Linked DNA regions of Hordeum vulgare: region 2 is linked to region 1. The links are chromatin contacts, called in public Hi-C maps. All regions are on one chromosome and are shown on one strand. The core of a region is the stretch at or near the end of the contact, and the rest is flanking DNA. Distances in the headings are between cores, read along the strand shown. Region 1 overlaps LOC123406217 (probable magnesium transporter NIPA1). Region 2 holds the start of LOC123402722 (GDSL esterase/lipase At5g45910-like).

Region 1 (7,377 bases), core at 2,489-4,988:
TATGTCAAACCTTCAAAGGTCAAGTCCAAAACAAGGTTATACATGCCTTTGCCTATTCCTGTCGTTTCATGGGAGGATATCTCTATGGACTTCGTCTTGGGTTCACCAAGAACAAGATGAGGGAGTGGTGTTGTCTTTGTTTGGTGGACCGATTCTCGAAAATGGCTCATTTCATTCCATGACGCAAGACACTAGATGCTCATGATGTGGCAAATCTATTCACTTGGTAAATGGTCAGACTTCAGGTGTTCCAGTGAGCATCTTAGTCCGTGATAACAAGTTTCTTGCGGCATTTTGGTTCACTTTGTGGAAGCAATTCAACACTGAATTAAAAATTTCCAGCACCAACCGCCCACAAACATATGGTAAGACGAAAGAGGTGAACAAATGTTTGGGTAATCTGATACGTTGCATGTGGAGAAAGAAAGGGAAAATGGAATTTGGTTTTCTCTCTTTCCGAGTTCTGCAATAACGTAAGGCATAGATCCACATGAAGGAGTCTTTTCTCCATTGTCTACACTGAAGTTTCAAGACATGTGGTGGACCTCATGAAGCTACCATCACGGGGAAACCTAAAATCAGCATTGTCTTTTGCTGATAACTATACTGAACTATTTGAAGATTGTAGGGTTTTGGAAGAACATAATCAAAAGTAGAAACAGTTTCCTCACTGCAAAAGGAGGACAAAATCATTCGAAGTTGGTGATAGTATACCTCCGGAAAGAAAGACTGCCTTTAGGTGTTAAAGGGAAGCATAGGGACGAAAGTATGGGCCCTTTTCTATTCCGAGGAAGATAAATAATAATGCTTATGCAATCGATCTTCCAAGCAAGATGGGTATATCTATCACATTCAATGTTGTAGACTTGATTCTCTACCACCCAGAGCAAGCCCTTTATGAAGACAACTCGAAGTTGGTTTCCCAACAACCACGGGAGAATGATGAGGAACATTAGAGAAAATTAGAGAGAGAAAAACAGAACTCAAAACCGTTTGACTTCTACATACTTCTACTCTAGTGTAGATAAGCTGGTCCATAAGTTATTGCTTGTTGTATTAATTTTCTTATCCTATAGATAATGTTTCTGGAGTCTTCTAGCTATGAGTAGAGGCTGAACCTTAAGTAAGTAATGTATTCTAGAGTCTTCTATCTAGAAGTAGAAGTTGAGATGTGAAAGCTTCCCAAAGCCCTATAAATAGAGGTCTTCACCATAGAATCGTGGCACGCGGGACGAAAAGGGCTTTGCTCACCTCCTCTCTAGGGTTAACAAAGTTGAACACAAACTTAGAGAGCTTTGCTCCTTTATCTACCCAATGGGATATCCCCAAGTGGGTTCAAGGCCTCCCACTTGTGGAGAAACTCTATTTGGATTTCAAGACCTCCCTTGTGGAGAAGATTCCTTTATGAATTCAAGACCCTCATGGAGACGAGCTATCGGTTTCCATCTTCCTTTGTGGTGTTTGGATCAAGAAGTACCTCCTATGTTAACTTTTGGTTATGAGAACTGTGTTTGGTTGTGAATCTTGTCCTTATTGAGCGTTTTCCTCTTGTTTGCTTTTATTCTTCCCCACATCCATCTCTATTCGTGAAGATCGGTCACCCCTACGGTTTGCTTGTTTGCTTGGGTCTACGCTCTCATAAGCACGCCACGTATGTCGGTTTCACTTGCATCACATTCAATCCCAAAAGTATTCACAAAATCCGGTAGAACACAAGTTGTTGTATATGTTTTCTTATCCGATCGATAATGTTTCTAGAGTCTTCTAGCTATGAGTAGAGGTTGAACCTTAAGTAATGTTTTCCAGAATCTTCTAGTTGTAAGTAGAAGTTAAGATGTGAAGGCTTGTTAAAGCCCTATTTATAGAGGTCCTGATCTCTAGTTTGTAACCAATCTATATACCCATTACCTATAATAGAACTTGGTGTTTTAATCTGAGGTCTTGGACTAGGTCTTGTGTTTAAGGAGTTTTGGACTGCACTCATGCTACCATATTGGCTTATATTTGCTTCTAGCGCGATATCTGACGCAACACGTTGAAATAGCTCCTTCAACACTAGTGATGTACACTTTGTAGCGTTCAAGTGGAGTTGTTCCTCCACAACCTTGTGCCGATTCAGTAAAGTTATTTAAGCTAGCAATCATTGAGGAAACGGCATAATCTCCTCACCATGTAGCGGTGAAACATTGCTATTGTCCTCGTCGCGGTAGAGCATTTTAAGTCCCCAATAGACGACCTAATGGCCTAGCCGGACATCTCGCATCTCATCGAGGAAAGTGGCCTTGTCCAACCACCAATGGTATCCAATAGAGGGGGAGACCAGAAACGTCACACAATTGTCCGATGAGTGAACATTGCTCATCCAAACTGCGCGACTAATCCAAGCAGCCAAGGTGCACCCCTCGGCTATCGTCTCGATAGCCGGCAACTAGAAATAACCATAAAAATCCGTGGCTAAGGCTTCCATAATCAATACATGGAATACGATAATGTAGTCATTGCCTTGCATATGTACACCCCTAGCCCATCTCCACAACATGTAGATAGTGGAAATATGCGACATTTTAAGTGCCCTGTAAGATTAATTTTGTAATACTGAAGTGGTTGCTTCTTTCCTTGATGAGTCGTGTACTGTAAACAATATCCTGGCATAATTATATGCATTAATAAATTGACCATTTGTTAAGTAATATGTATACATCATTTTCATCTGACTTAGGGCCATGGTTATTTCCCCATTTCAGGACTGGGTTTCACAGAGTGCAACACAGATAGCTACTCAACTATGTGGGTTCGTGACCATTGTTGCAGGGACTTTTCTACTTCACAAGACTAACACCAGCAGCACAGATAGACATGTGGAGAGGGCACCAACACCTCCGCCACCACCGCCACCTGATCAAATTCGTGTGCAGGGATGAAGCCTGCTTCCAAGTTACCTAACTTCAGCTCCACGTCTAACAAGTACCAAATGTACCAAAACTTTGAGACAACAAGCACATGCAATCTGATTGAATATTATATTGGTCTAGTAGTAGCATATAGTTGTGTTATGTTTTCCTTTTACCTGTATAGTTGAAGTGTATAAATATAGAGTATCCACTACACATGACTTTCTTTTTGAAAATTCCACTACACATGACTTTAAATTATGCAGATGGCTAAATAACCTTTGTTTTCTACAGCTTTACTAATCTTCTGTTTCTGTTTTTTTGTTGTTGTATAGCTGAGGTCTCTCCACAAGTTTTTGCTATTTTTTAGAGGAACAAAATCTTGCTCACATATCTTAAGGAAAAAAATAAATCTTGCTCCAAGTTTATTTGACCTATTTTAGAATAATAGGACGCCAAAACCCAAACAACTTATGAACATACTTTATGAATGATCCGTAAAGGGGCAAAAAGAAAATGCAACGAGAACTTAGGTGAACATTTTGAAAATGATGGTTTTCATGCACTGTCTACAAATATGTTTGTATGTATCGTGTCTGTAGTTGTCTTGTATTTTCTAATGACACAAAACTATGATCGGTGTCCATGTCTTTTTGGTGATACGTAAGCCGTTTACTTGCGTAGGTGAACTGAGTTTAGGATTATTTCTTTGACACCTAAGAGCAACTCCAACGCGTGCGTGTCCGTTTGGTCGCGGCGGACAGAAAAGTCGTCTCAACACACCGACTTAAATGGACGCACGCTTGTCTGTCAACCCATTTTTCAGTCTGATTTGCGTTGGCGTTTGTATTGGCGTGGACATGAGACGGGCACACACATCGCACGCGAACTACCCCTTGGCCAGCCAGTCGGTGGTAAAGCCTCCATAATTTCCCTTCACTTTCTCAAAACCTTCTCGTCGACGCGCGCTTCCGGCCGCTCGCCATGGATGACGATCTTGATGCCACCGTCGGCCTCGCCTTGTTCGGCATCACGACCGCACCCTCTTGCGTTCCGGCCGCTCGCCATGGACGACGATCTTGATGCCACCGTCGGCCTCGCCTTGTTCGGCATCACGACCGCACCCTCCTGCAAAGGCAAGCCTCGCGCCTGTCGGAATCAGGGCTTCACCGATCCGAGGAAAGGTTCGAACACTTGGGTGCGCTCGCTCTTCTATCCTGTTCTACCTCATGGCTTCATGGTGACTCTACGGTAGCGCGAGCTAAGGCGACGAGCTAGGACGCGCGAGAGTTTATCCAGGTTCGGGCCACCTTGCGGTGTAAAACCCTACTCCTGCTTGTGTTGGGATTGCCTGAGGTGGAAGACAGGTAGAAAGGTGGGTTCTTGCCCTACCCAGGGACGAGGTTGGATCCCCTTCTACGGAGGCCGGGCCTCTCCTATATATGGGCCTTGGTCCTCTTCCTCCGAAAACATTGGCGGGAAGGGTTGCCACAACGACCATTTTTGAAAGGGGACATGACTGCAGTCCGCCCTGACAAATATGGTCTTGGTGTGCAAAAGCTTCTTGTCATGACGCCCTGGTGGGCTTGGGGATGACCTCCATCCCGCGGAGCCTCCATCTTTAGTCTCCTTGCATCGAACGGGAAACCCTTGTGGGTCGCTATGGGGTGCATGCCAGCTGTCCCACCTTGCTTAGGAGGGAAGGGGAAACTCTCCTCGTACACAATCGCTAGCACTGCTCATGCGCCGCGTAGGCGGCCTGCCTCATCCACGTGAAGGAGCCGGGTCGTGGGACCTGGCCAAGTCGCCTTCGATGGGCTCACTCCACGGGGGCCTCAGGGGAAAACTTCGCGATGGGCGCCCTCCCGAGGCCCTTCACGACGACCTTCAAACGCTCACCTCGCGAGGCATGGCCCCTCACGAATGGTTCTCCTTACTGGGCTCGCCCCGCCGCGTCACGTCCGGGGCCGTAGGCCGACGGACCTGGGTACCCCCGGTCTCAGGGGCCCGACAGTAGCCCTCGGGCCCGCGTCGGGCATGACTCCTCCCAACGGGAGGGGCGAGGTGACGTGGGCCCCAACCGCCTATGGGTGAGGCTCGGCGCGCAGCGTTCGACACTACATGGGGCCCTTCCTTCCCGCGGCGCTTCGAGAATCGCCTCATGCGGGTAGGGGCAGATCATCTGTGCTGTGTGTGCCGTCGTTGCTCCCGATTGACGCCATTCATTCACGTCGTTTTTCCCGCGAAGACAGCCAGTTGGGGGAACGAGGCGACACAAGACGGAACCGCCCATAGGCCAACCGCGGCATGTGGCGCACGATGGGCACGTCGCCGCTACTCCCACGACGCCCCGGGTGCCGTGATCATGGCTATAAGACGACCACCCCCGGGGCGCGCCACCACATTGCTTCTTCCTTCTTCCTGTCCCCGTCCCGCTCTTCCACCCCTGTGCGAACGCCGCCTCCTTTCTTCCCCTTCTCGTTCAATGGCGACTAGAAGGGGCACCCCTGGCGACGAGGTGCACACGACATCTTTAGGGTCGCGGCTGGCCGCACCGTGATGGCGTAGGTCTGCCAGCGACGAGTAAGTACACCGCCACTGTTGCTTCTTCTCGCGTGTCTTGCTTGTCCTGATGAATCCTGACTGTTGGACCTTTCAGGGCGCCGGCGCCCCAGAGGTGTCGCGTGAGCCCGCTGGGGGCATCCCGCACGCCGCCTTCTGGGGAGGCCTTCTCCTCCTTGTGCGGCCTGATGAGACCTGTGGCACCCACAACCCCCGCCGAGGAGCCGGCCGGGCCCTCAGAGGGCGCGACCCAACTTGCCATGTTTGCCCCTCAGGGCATCGGGAGCGAGGTGGCCCCGGACCGCAGCGAACCCGCTTGGTAGGAGGACCGTCAACGGCTCAGGTGCGAAACACTCGAGGCGGAGACGGGCGCTCAGGGCCCAGCTGCGGAATGCCTATGCCGTGCTTCACGACGCACTCAGGGCGAGGAGAGCGCCAAGGAGGAGCTGGCCGCGCTCCAGGCCCAGATTGAAGAAGCCGCCGACGCCGTGCAAGCAACCAAGGACGACGCGACACATGCGCGGAAGATGGAGGCGCAACGTGCCAAGCAGTTCATGGAGCTTGCCCTCCGCACGAACAACGCGCCACGTCACTTCGTCAATACGCTCCGTCGCTGCCCCGCGCGCACCGCAATGGGGTCTACCTCGAGTTCTTCACCAAGGTGGTGGATGCGTTAGAGTCGGGCGTCTCCAAGGTGGACGGCGACTTCGACTCCAGGGCGCGTGACCTCCTGGGCGATGTGCTAACGCAGGTCTTCTCGAACCTGCGTCGCCATGATCCTACGTTCGACCTCCCCCTCGTGATGGGGCCGATGCCCGATGACCTCCGGTGCCCCCTCAAGGACGAGGTGAGCGAGCACGTGGAGTCCCTGGTGGAGCCGTTCATTTGAGCGGAGACCCCCGAAGCAAGCGGCAGCCCTAGCGCCGGGGCCCTCGAGGGCCACGATGAAGACAACGCCTCCTCCGCCTAGGCTTCCCCTTTCCCGTTGCACTCAAAATCACCCGACCCCATGTGGGGCATCAAATGTGTAATATATTTTTGTTTTTAACAACTCCTCTCTGTCATGCTTAGCGTGCCACTGCTCGTCTCGTGAGGCCTTCCGGCGCCCCTCGTCGTTTCCTTAGTCCCCGCCGAGAGTCCTAGTGAGGTCACACCTCAGCGGCCTTTTCCCACTGGGCAATGGGGCCTCGGAGGATAGCCCCCGAGCATTCCTTAGTACTCGCCCTTTCCCGGCCAGGCTGTCACTCCATGTTGCCTTGGTCGTTCTTCATCCCCCGAAGCAGCTCTCACGACCGTCCTGCGGTGGCGCCTTGAAATCCCTGATGTGGCCATGGGCCCAAGACTCGCGAGGCCGATGCCCTATTGAGGCATAGCGGTGGGCCGACCTGAGGCTACGACGCGCGCCGCGAGGCCAGAAACGATGCCCCTAGGCTTTCCTGGGCCCTCGGGCCCAACGGCTCGACCCGCGGGTGCATGTATCGATGCGTTTTATCTCGTAGTGGGGAACGGAGCGGTGCGAGTCTTACACACCGAAGAGTCGCGTGCGACACGTGGCAAGCAGGGGGCATCGGACGCTCCCGCTTCCCACGTCGCCTAGGTGTCCTCAGGCACCACGTTAAAGCCTGCGTGCAGCGCAGGGCCATTATTGCCCCCGTTAGTCTTCCAGCATTGGGGCGCGTGCGAAGCGGCATAGACCAACTGCCCGCTCGGCGGCTCCATATAAGGGCGAGGGGGAGGGACCCCCCTGCCCCAACCTTCTCATCCTTGCTTCCCACTCTTACTCACTATTGCCCCGGTAATGGCACCAGCGAAGAGGTCCATTGGCGCCGAGAGGAAGACGACATCAAAGAGAGGAGCGGGTGCGCGACGGTCGACGATGGAGGCATGACATCCCCACGCGCCTGTTGCTGCGCTCAAGGCACCT
Region 2 (7,377 bases), core at 1,737-4,236, 750 kb after region 1:
CCTCCTCCCAACACAGCTCCACGAGCAACATTGTACTCCGTTCATATACATCGAACACTCCGACAGGATTAGGGGTATTATCTCTACGAAGAGCCCTGAACCTGGGTACATCATGCGTCCCATGCGTGTACCAACCTCGTTCCCAGCGTCCACCTTTGTCCCTTCGGTTCTCACCGACTTTAGCCTACCTATGACATATTTTGTGAGTATTCACCGACAGTTTGTATCTACAACAAAAATACTATATTCATCTCTATATTTAAATAACTATAAATAAGTGTCATCAATTAATAAAGATTATAAACAGGATAGGTGGACGGCCTAAGAGACGCATGTCCTTACCCCTACAGCCTGTTTGGTAGTTTGAGGGAAAGGGAATGGGAATAGTTTGTAGAGGGATTGGACTTGGAAAGTGGACTATTAGTCCTAATCCCGCATTTGGTACGTGTTGGAAATTACTTGTGGGAATTTGATAGGAAATAAGTCTTTAAATAAATAAATTAGATACTTTAATGTAAACAACACGAGAGAAGGGAATATATGTGTATCGATGTGATGAGAAAAGCTATAAAAACCAGAACTTCTTGGTGTATCAGGAGGTTTTTCATGCGGGACATGCATAACAAACGAACAGTTTTTTTTCGTTTGTCAATTCCCTTTCCCCAACTGAATTACCAGGCCTCCCTAGGGAAGAGATAAGAGCAACTCTAGCAGACCCCGCATCCCGCCGGCCCGCAAAACGCGTTTGCAGTTCGCGCAAAACCACTTTTGCGGGCCGGCGCGGGCTGGCACAGATGCACACCCCTCAAACGGATCCGTAAAAAAATATATTCACGGAATATGCTATTTTACGGGTCGGCTTCTGCGGGTTCTGCTCGGACTCCACCGCGACGACCCGCAAACAGAAAAACTACAAATCTCGCATTTGACATAGGGTTTGGCAAACAAGTTCAAATTCAAACGACATAAACAGTTTGCACGCAAATAAAAGCAAAGTTCATTACACAAAAGAGGGCATGTAAAGGTTTGCGCCCATGTCCGACATCATCTTGGGGGTCGATCTTCACTCCGCGCCATGGAGTCCATATTGAAGTTCATCGGCGCCACCGAATCCACCTCCGTCGCTTGTTCCAACTCCCGCACCGAAATCATCCACATTGGCACCATATGGAGCAGAGAAAACATCACCAGAACTGGAACACGGACCGGCCGAGGCGACCATTCTCCTCTTCAAGATCTCTCTCCTTGCCATATCATGCCATGTTTTGGTAAGGTCGTCCATGTCATTGCGGTTTGTTGACATGATCTTGTTCTCCTTGGCGAGCAACAATGACATCGATTTGTTTTCAGAGGCGCGTGCTTTTCTCTCCTCAATGGCAGCTTTGCGGAGCCCCTCTTCCTTGAGCATTTGCCATTTTTCTTGCTTCTCTTTTGCCTTTTTCTCAGCCGACTCTTTCTTGATCTCCAACGACTTCAACAACATCAACTCGTTTGATTGCACCATGGCATCAATCTTCTCCCTCAAGCTCGCTGCTTCTTGCTCTCTCTTCATCTTCTCTTTAGTCTTCTTGTCGTCATCGGGCTTGTGCAAATTTCTTGGGCCATCATCATCCTCATCTTCATCCATGTTTATAAGTGAGCCTTTCTTTGGTGGGGATTCTTTGTCGATCAACTTCCACTTCTCGCATTTTTGGAGCAACTCCCAACAATGCTCTAATTTGAAGAATTTGCCTTCCGAAGCTTCCATGTCCTTGTATCTATGTTGAGCAATCTTGTTCTACAAAATATGAACAAAGTGATGCAATCATTTCCCATGATACATTATGATGATGCACAACTTGAACAAAGGAAAAACAAACTCACATAGTCAGACTCCACGGTGCCACTTGGAGGTGCATTGCGTACTTGCTCCAAGCAAGCCGCCCAACGGCTGCACATAGGCTTGATATTCTCCCAATGCCCTTGAAGCGACCGAAATGTGCCTGCAGTCCTATTAGGATACTTTTTCATAATGCGGAAGTATTGATCTTCGATCCTTTGCCAATATCAACCGCGTTCGTGTCCAACATGTTCATGAACTCGGTTGTTGCATTGTTCGAACCACCGCTATAGCGAACGATAACAAGTCACGAGCTACCGAGACTAATGGCGAAAAATGAAAGGGAATCGCCAAGACTGAAGAGGCATACCTTCCGGCCATTTCGTCAAACACCTCGGTTGCGGGGGGAGCGGGATCGTTCAACGACATCGCCGGAGCATCTCCTTACGGGGGGATGAAGTCAGAGGTTGAATAAGGTGGCTTCCTTGAAGCGAACCTTCCTCCGCTTTACGCCCGTGGCCTTGTCGGCCTTCTCCGCCGTCGGCCGGTATCACACTGCGGCGTTGGCGCCCGGAGCGTGGGCCGTCGCGGCGGGGGCAGCCGGATTCCCGCCCTGCACGACCACGGTGCCCTGCCGCTTGCGGGAAGGCGTGGCGTGTGCTTGGGCGACGGCGGCGGGGGCAACATGGCCGGCGACGAGATCCGCCCCGAGGGGAAGGAGCATGCGCGACCTCGACGGTGACGGGGGACAACATGGGGGTCCTCCATGGCGGTGAGGAACGGCCGGGGAGGAGGAACCGGAGCTTGCGGAGGGGGGGGGGCAATGGTGGCGGAGGGTGCGGGGAGCGGGGATCGGGCGCGCGGAAATATCCCTCCCGCCAAATCTCGCGCGGGATAGGGGTTCAGCTCGGGTCGGCCTCCCAGCCCGTGAAGATAGAGGTTGGGGGAGAAGATTTGCCGCGACCCGCACATTTTTTTACGGACCGGGACGGAATGCGGGGTCTGATTGTGCGGACTTTTTAGCCTCGATCCGTAATTTGACGGTTATTTTACGGGTCGGGACGGGATGCGGGATGTGCTAGAGTTGATCTAGTATGGAGTTGGCTCTCTCAATTCCGCATCCGCTTCCCTCCTAAATTCCTCTTCCCCTGAACCATACAAGGAAGTTTTAGTCTCATGTCCTCTCAATTCCCATTCCCTAGTTTTAATTCCCCCCAACCAAACAGGCTGCTAGTCTTCTTCATGCTCCCACCTCCGCAATAACTCTCACGCCTGCGGCGGGAACGACGTGGGCAGCCAAGAAAACGCCACACGAGCAGCCGCCACCGGTTAGGCCACCAGCGCAGCCCACGCCTACAAGAACCCCCAACCCTAACCGCAATTGCTAGTTCCTCTTAGCTCTCCCACCACCATTTCGTCTTCCTTCTCCTTCTTCTCTTCTTCCTCTCTTCCGTTCCGCGTAGACTGACCCAAGGAGCGGTCGGATGGGTAGATGGGAGGCGCTCGTCGCTATTGCGGTCGTGGCGGTATTTCTCGCGGCGGCGGCCGAGAAAGTGGACGCAGCGAAGGCGGCGGCCAAGGGGAAGTACCAAGCGCTGTTCAACTTCGGGGACTCTCTGGCTGACGCTGGCAATCTGATAGCAAACGGCGTCCCAGACAACCTCACCACGGCGAGGCTGCCTTACGGGCAGACCTACTTTGGCAAACCCACCGGCCGGTGCTCCGACGGCCGCCTAGTAATCGACCACCTGGGTGAGTGCCCGGTTTGATTTGGTTATTTCTTACTGCTTTTCTTGATTCCTCCGAGATTCGGTCCTGATGGGTTTCCTGCGCTTGGTCGGTTATTGCAGCACAAGAATTCGGGCTGTCGCTGCCACCGCCGTCCAAGGCCAATCACTCGGACTTCAAGCACGGCGCCAATTTCGCCATCACCGGCGCGACAGCGCTCGACACGCCCTACTTCGAAGTTAGGGGCCTCGGCGCGGTGGTCTGGAACTCCGGTGCCCTCATGACCCAAATCCAGTGGTTCCGTGATCTCAAGCCTTTCTTGTGCAACTCCACCAAGGGTAAATGTCAAAATCCCACCTTTGCAGCTATGTAGGTGTTGGATTGTGAAATAATTGGGAATTTGCTTTTGAATCTTTTGTTCTCGTGAGGTTTTTGCAGAAGAATGCAAGGAGTTTTATGCCAATTCGCTGTTCGTTATTGGCGAGTTTGGTGGCAACGACTACAATGCGCCCTTGTTTGCAGGCAAGGGCCTTACAGAGGCCTACAAGTTCATGCCGGATGTCATCCAGGGCATCTCCGATGGCGTCGAGGTAGCGATTGCTTCTTTGAGTTATTTGTTCGCTGTTATCAAATGTACTTCCAACTTTAGTTGTTCATGTATGCTTCAGGAATTGATCGCTGAGGGGGCAGCGGATCTTATTGTGCCAGGGGTGATGCCCACTGGGTGCTTCCCCGTGTACTTGAATATGCTGGATATGCCAGCCCATGAGTATGGCTCCCAGAGCGGGTGCATCCGTCAGTACAACACGTTCTCATGGGTGCACAATGAACATCTCAAGAGAGCACTAGAGAAGCTCCGGCCCAAGTATCCCAATGTGCGGATCATATACGGCGACTACTACACACCAGTTGTCCAGTTCATTCTTCAACCTGAGAAGTTTGGTTAGTTCTCAAACACTGAACTGTTAACTTTTGCCATAGCTAACTCTGGAAGCATCGGAATTTAGTGATTTGCAAATTAGTTGTATGCATATATTCATATCCTTGGTTAATAGATACTGCACTACTGAAATTGGCTTTCCTTAGCTAAGAGTTCTGTTGTTTTGTTCTTACTGATGTACTTACCACAGATGGATCTTAGTGTGCATGTGCTTTTTTCTCTCTGGTGTAAAGTCAACTGTTACCCAGTCAGCGATTTCCCTATATAAAATTAGATAGTTCAGATCTTGGCAGAGAGCAATAAGTTCCTTAGCCTTCTGTAGTAAGTAGATTGAAGCACATAGCATAATACAAAAATGCTGAACACAACTTGCAGCCCCAAAGCACCTTACTCATGTTCAGAGTATATAGAAGCAAGGTTACTAATCCCATACTCTAGAATCATTTATCTAGTCTTTAAAGGGGTACTAGCTATCACTTCAGTCAGTACTACTTCATAGCTTACCCGATTGCTAATTTTGTGGTTTAGTGGTCATGTGGGCTAATAGTTAGGATGGTTCAAATATGTACTCCAATCAGAACTTATACTACCTGCCATAATGTCACCTTAGATTAAAGGATTCATTTTACATTTAGTCTTTTACAATGTTGTTTATGGGTTGTACAAGCCACTATAATATCCTTGTAACCTTAACTCAGAACGCATATGTACTCCATGAACTGCAAACACATGTTTTCTATTATTAGAACGTCACCTTTTTTGATTGTGTATAGTTATCACGATGTTGTTAAGATAGGTATTTCACAATGGAAAACGTGTGTATCAAGTACAGTTTGTCACATACTAGTCCTCATGTCTGTCCGCATAAGCGCACACGCACCCACATGCTGGAGTGATGACCACATACTGGTTAAACCTGTAGCCCTATGGACAACCTGCAAGAAATTAGGAGTAGACAACTTGTTAAAAAACATGCACTCTGGGTAACCATATTGCTCTGAGAATGGCACAAACTCCCACACGTATTTTTGCCCTTCAGCTTATGGTGAATACCACCTAACCAGTTTCCAAACAAATTTGGAATATTTGTTGGTGTGCCGGATCACGGTAGTAAACATAAAAAAGGGCAGCCGATGCACATAGCTCATGCTTGCGGAGGGTCCGGGGAAGGGTCCGACCACTTTGGGTCTATAGTACGCAACCTTTTCCTACATTTTTGCAAGAGATTGTTTTCAGGATTCGAACCTGTGACCTCATGGTCACAAGCAACAACTTTACTTGCCGAGCATCCTTTTGAAGCGGCCTTCACTAATTTCCATTCCTTGTTGGTGAGCTAATGATAAAGAATGAGAGTCGTGAGGTATATAAACGGAAGGGATCCCACCTCAAGCCAAACATGTACTGATTCTCCTCCTTTTGGCCTTACCAAAATAGAAGAGCTTACTTTTGGGGGAGCGCTACGCGACCACCGGTAGATGTCTAATAAACATCCACCATCGTGATAACTGTCAGATCTCCGCGTGCGCAGCCGTTCGCAGCCGTCCGATCTAACTCCTAGCAGGCGGCTCAGTCTCCTCCCCGACACATTAATTCCTGAAACGACAAATCAGTTGCGGAAACAACCGTTTTGTTTTGACCCTGACAGAGCTGTAGACGGCGAATTTTTTTTGCAATAAAGATTTAATAAGGGGTGACCGACAGATTGAGCTGACAACTTTTGCAACAAGGGCCATGTTGCGGAACTTTTGCAACATAGATATTGTTGCAGGAATTTTTCTGCAACAAAGCTAATGTTGTAGATTCTTTTTGGTTTTCAACTTTACATTGGTGTTACAGAAAATGTTCTGCAACATAACTAATGTTGCATAATTTTTTCTTGCATCAAGGAGGATGTTGCATGAAAAAACCCAAATCCAGCCGCTTGCCCTCCCAGCCAGACGAGCCCCGAAACACCCCTATTGTTATCCAGTATCAGGACCTGAAACAACAGGTGAGTTGCAGGAAAATGAAAGCGGCTTCGGCAGACGCGGGGACGCTGTCGACCGTCTGATCAACACACGATCGAACGACCATTGAGCCGGCGGACGGGCGCGCGCGATCGACCGGTAGAAGATAATCTTTTCCCTTACTTTTGTGGAAATAAATTTTGAGACCCGAAAATTGTTCGTAAACAAACAAGATCAACCTCATATAATCACCTTTTGAAGGTCATGTTCCATAAAAGAGACTGGCATCCACACATCCGCACACTGAAAGGACGTGGATGTCGCCTAGAGGGGAGGGGGTGTGAATAGGCACTTTCAAATAATTACGGTTTAGTAAAACTAGTGTTTAGCACAAAACCTAAAACAACTAGGCTCACCTATGTGCACCAACAACTCATGTTGCTAGATAAATAACTAAGTGATAGCAAGATATATAACATGAAACAATATGGTTATCACAAAGTAAAGTGCATAAGTAAATGGCTCGGGTAAGAGATAACCGAGGCACACAGAGACGACGATGTATCCCCAAGTTCACACCCTTGTAGATGCTGATCTCGGTTTGGAGCGGTGTGGAGGCACAATGCTCCCCAAGAAGCCACCAGGTCCATCGTAATCTTCTCACGCCCTCGCACAATGCAGATCAGTAGGTTCTTGAAACAGCAGCTCATAATCTTGCAGTAACTCCTGTAGTTCTACTGGTAGCTCCTTAGCAACCTCTGCTGTGTCTACAGCACAAGCAGTGAATAAAACAAACCCACACACTGCTTGGTCCATCAAAGTCTGAACTTTATCCTTTGTTTCTTCAGGCTGATAGCTTGGAACTGTTTCATCTTGAAAAGTGATTATATGATCTTGTCCCATTGACACCTTCATTTCCATTTTGATGAAATCCATGTGTATAG

What was found. A called contact is a pair of places that touch in the nucleus more often than the background predicts.
Region 2: a Hi-C map of leaf shows a contact between it and region 1, with 7 times the contacts expected there. The contact joins the promoter of LOC123402722 here to the enhancer-like site in region 1. A contact is called at or near these places in 2 of 6 Hi-C or Micro-C datasets (leaf and seedling) and 1 of 1 datasets of contacts at active chromatin or transcription factors (embryo).

What each region holds. Positions count from the first base shown.
Region 1 is chr6H:229,281,268-229,288,644 of MorexV3_pseudomolecules_assembly, forward strand. It overlaps LOC123406217 (probable magnesium transporter NIPA1), which reads left to right. Exons shown (of 11, transcript XM_045099703.1): 11 at 2,745-3,190. The coding sequence ends at 2,921. Among protein-coding and RNA genes, the nearest start is that of TRNAW-CCA, 28 kb to the left of the region's middle. Within about 2 kb of position 3,739, at least 1 of the 3 cell types and tissues checked has open chromatin away from gene starts, as enhancers often do. A contact at or near this core is called in leaf, where this site is marked.
Region 2 is chr6H:230,030,569-230,037,945 of MorexV3_pseudomolecules_assembly, forward strand. It overlaps LOC123402722 (GDSL esterase/lipase At5g45910-like), which reads left to right and starts at 2,987. Exons shown (of 5, transcript XM_045096674.1): 1 at 2,987-3,571; 2 at 3,670-3,885; 3 at 3,986-4,137; 4 at 4,216-4,489. The coding sequence starts at 3,304.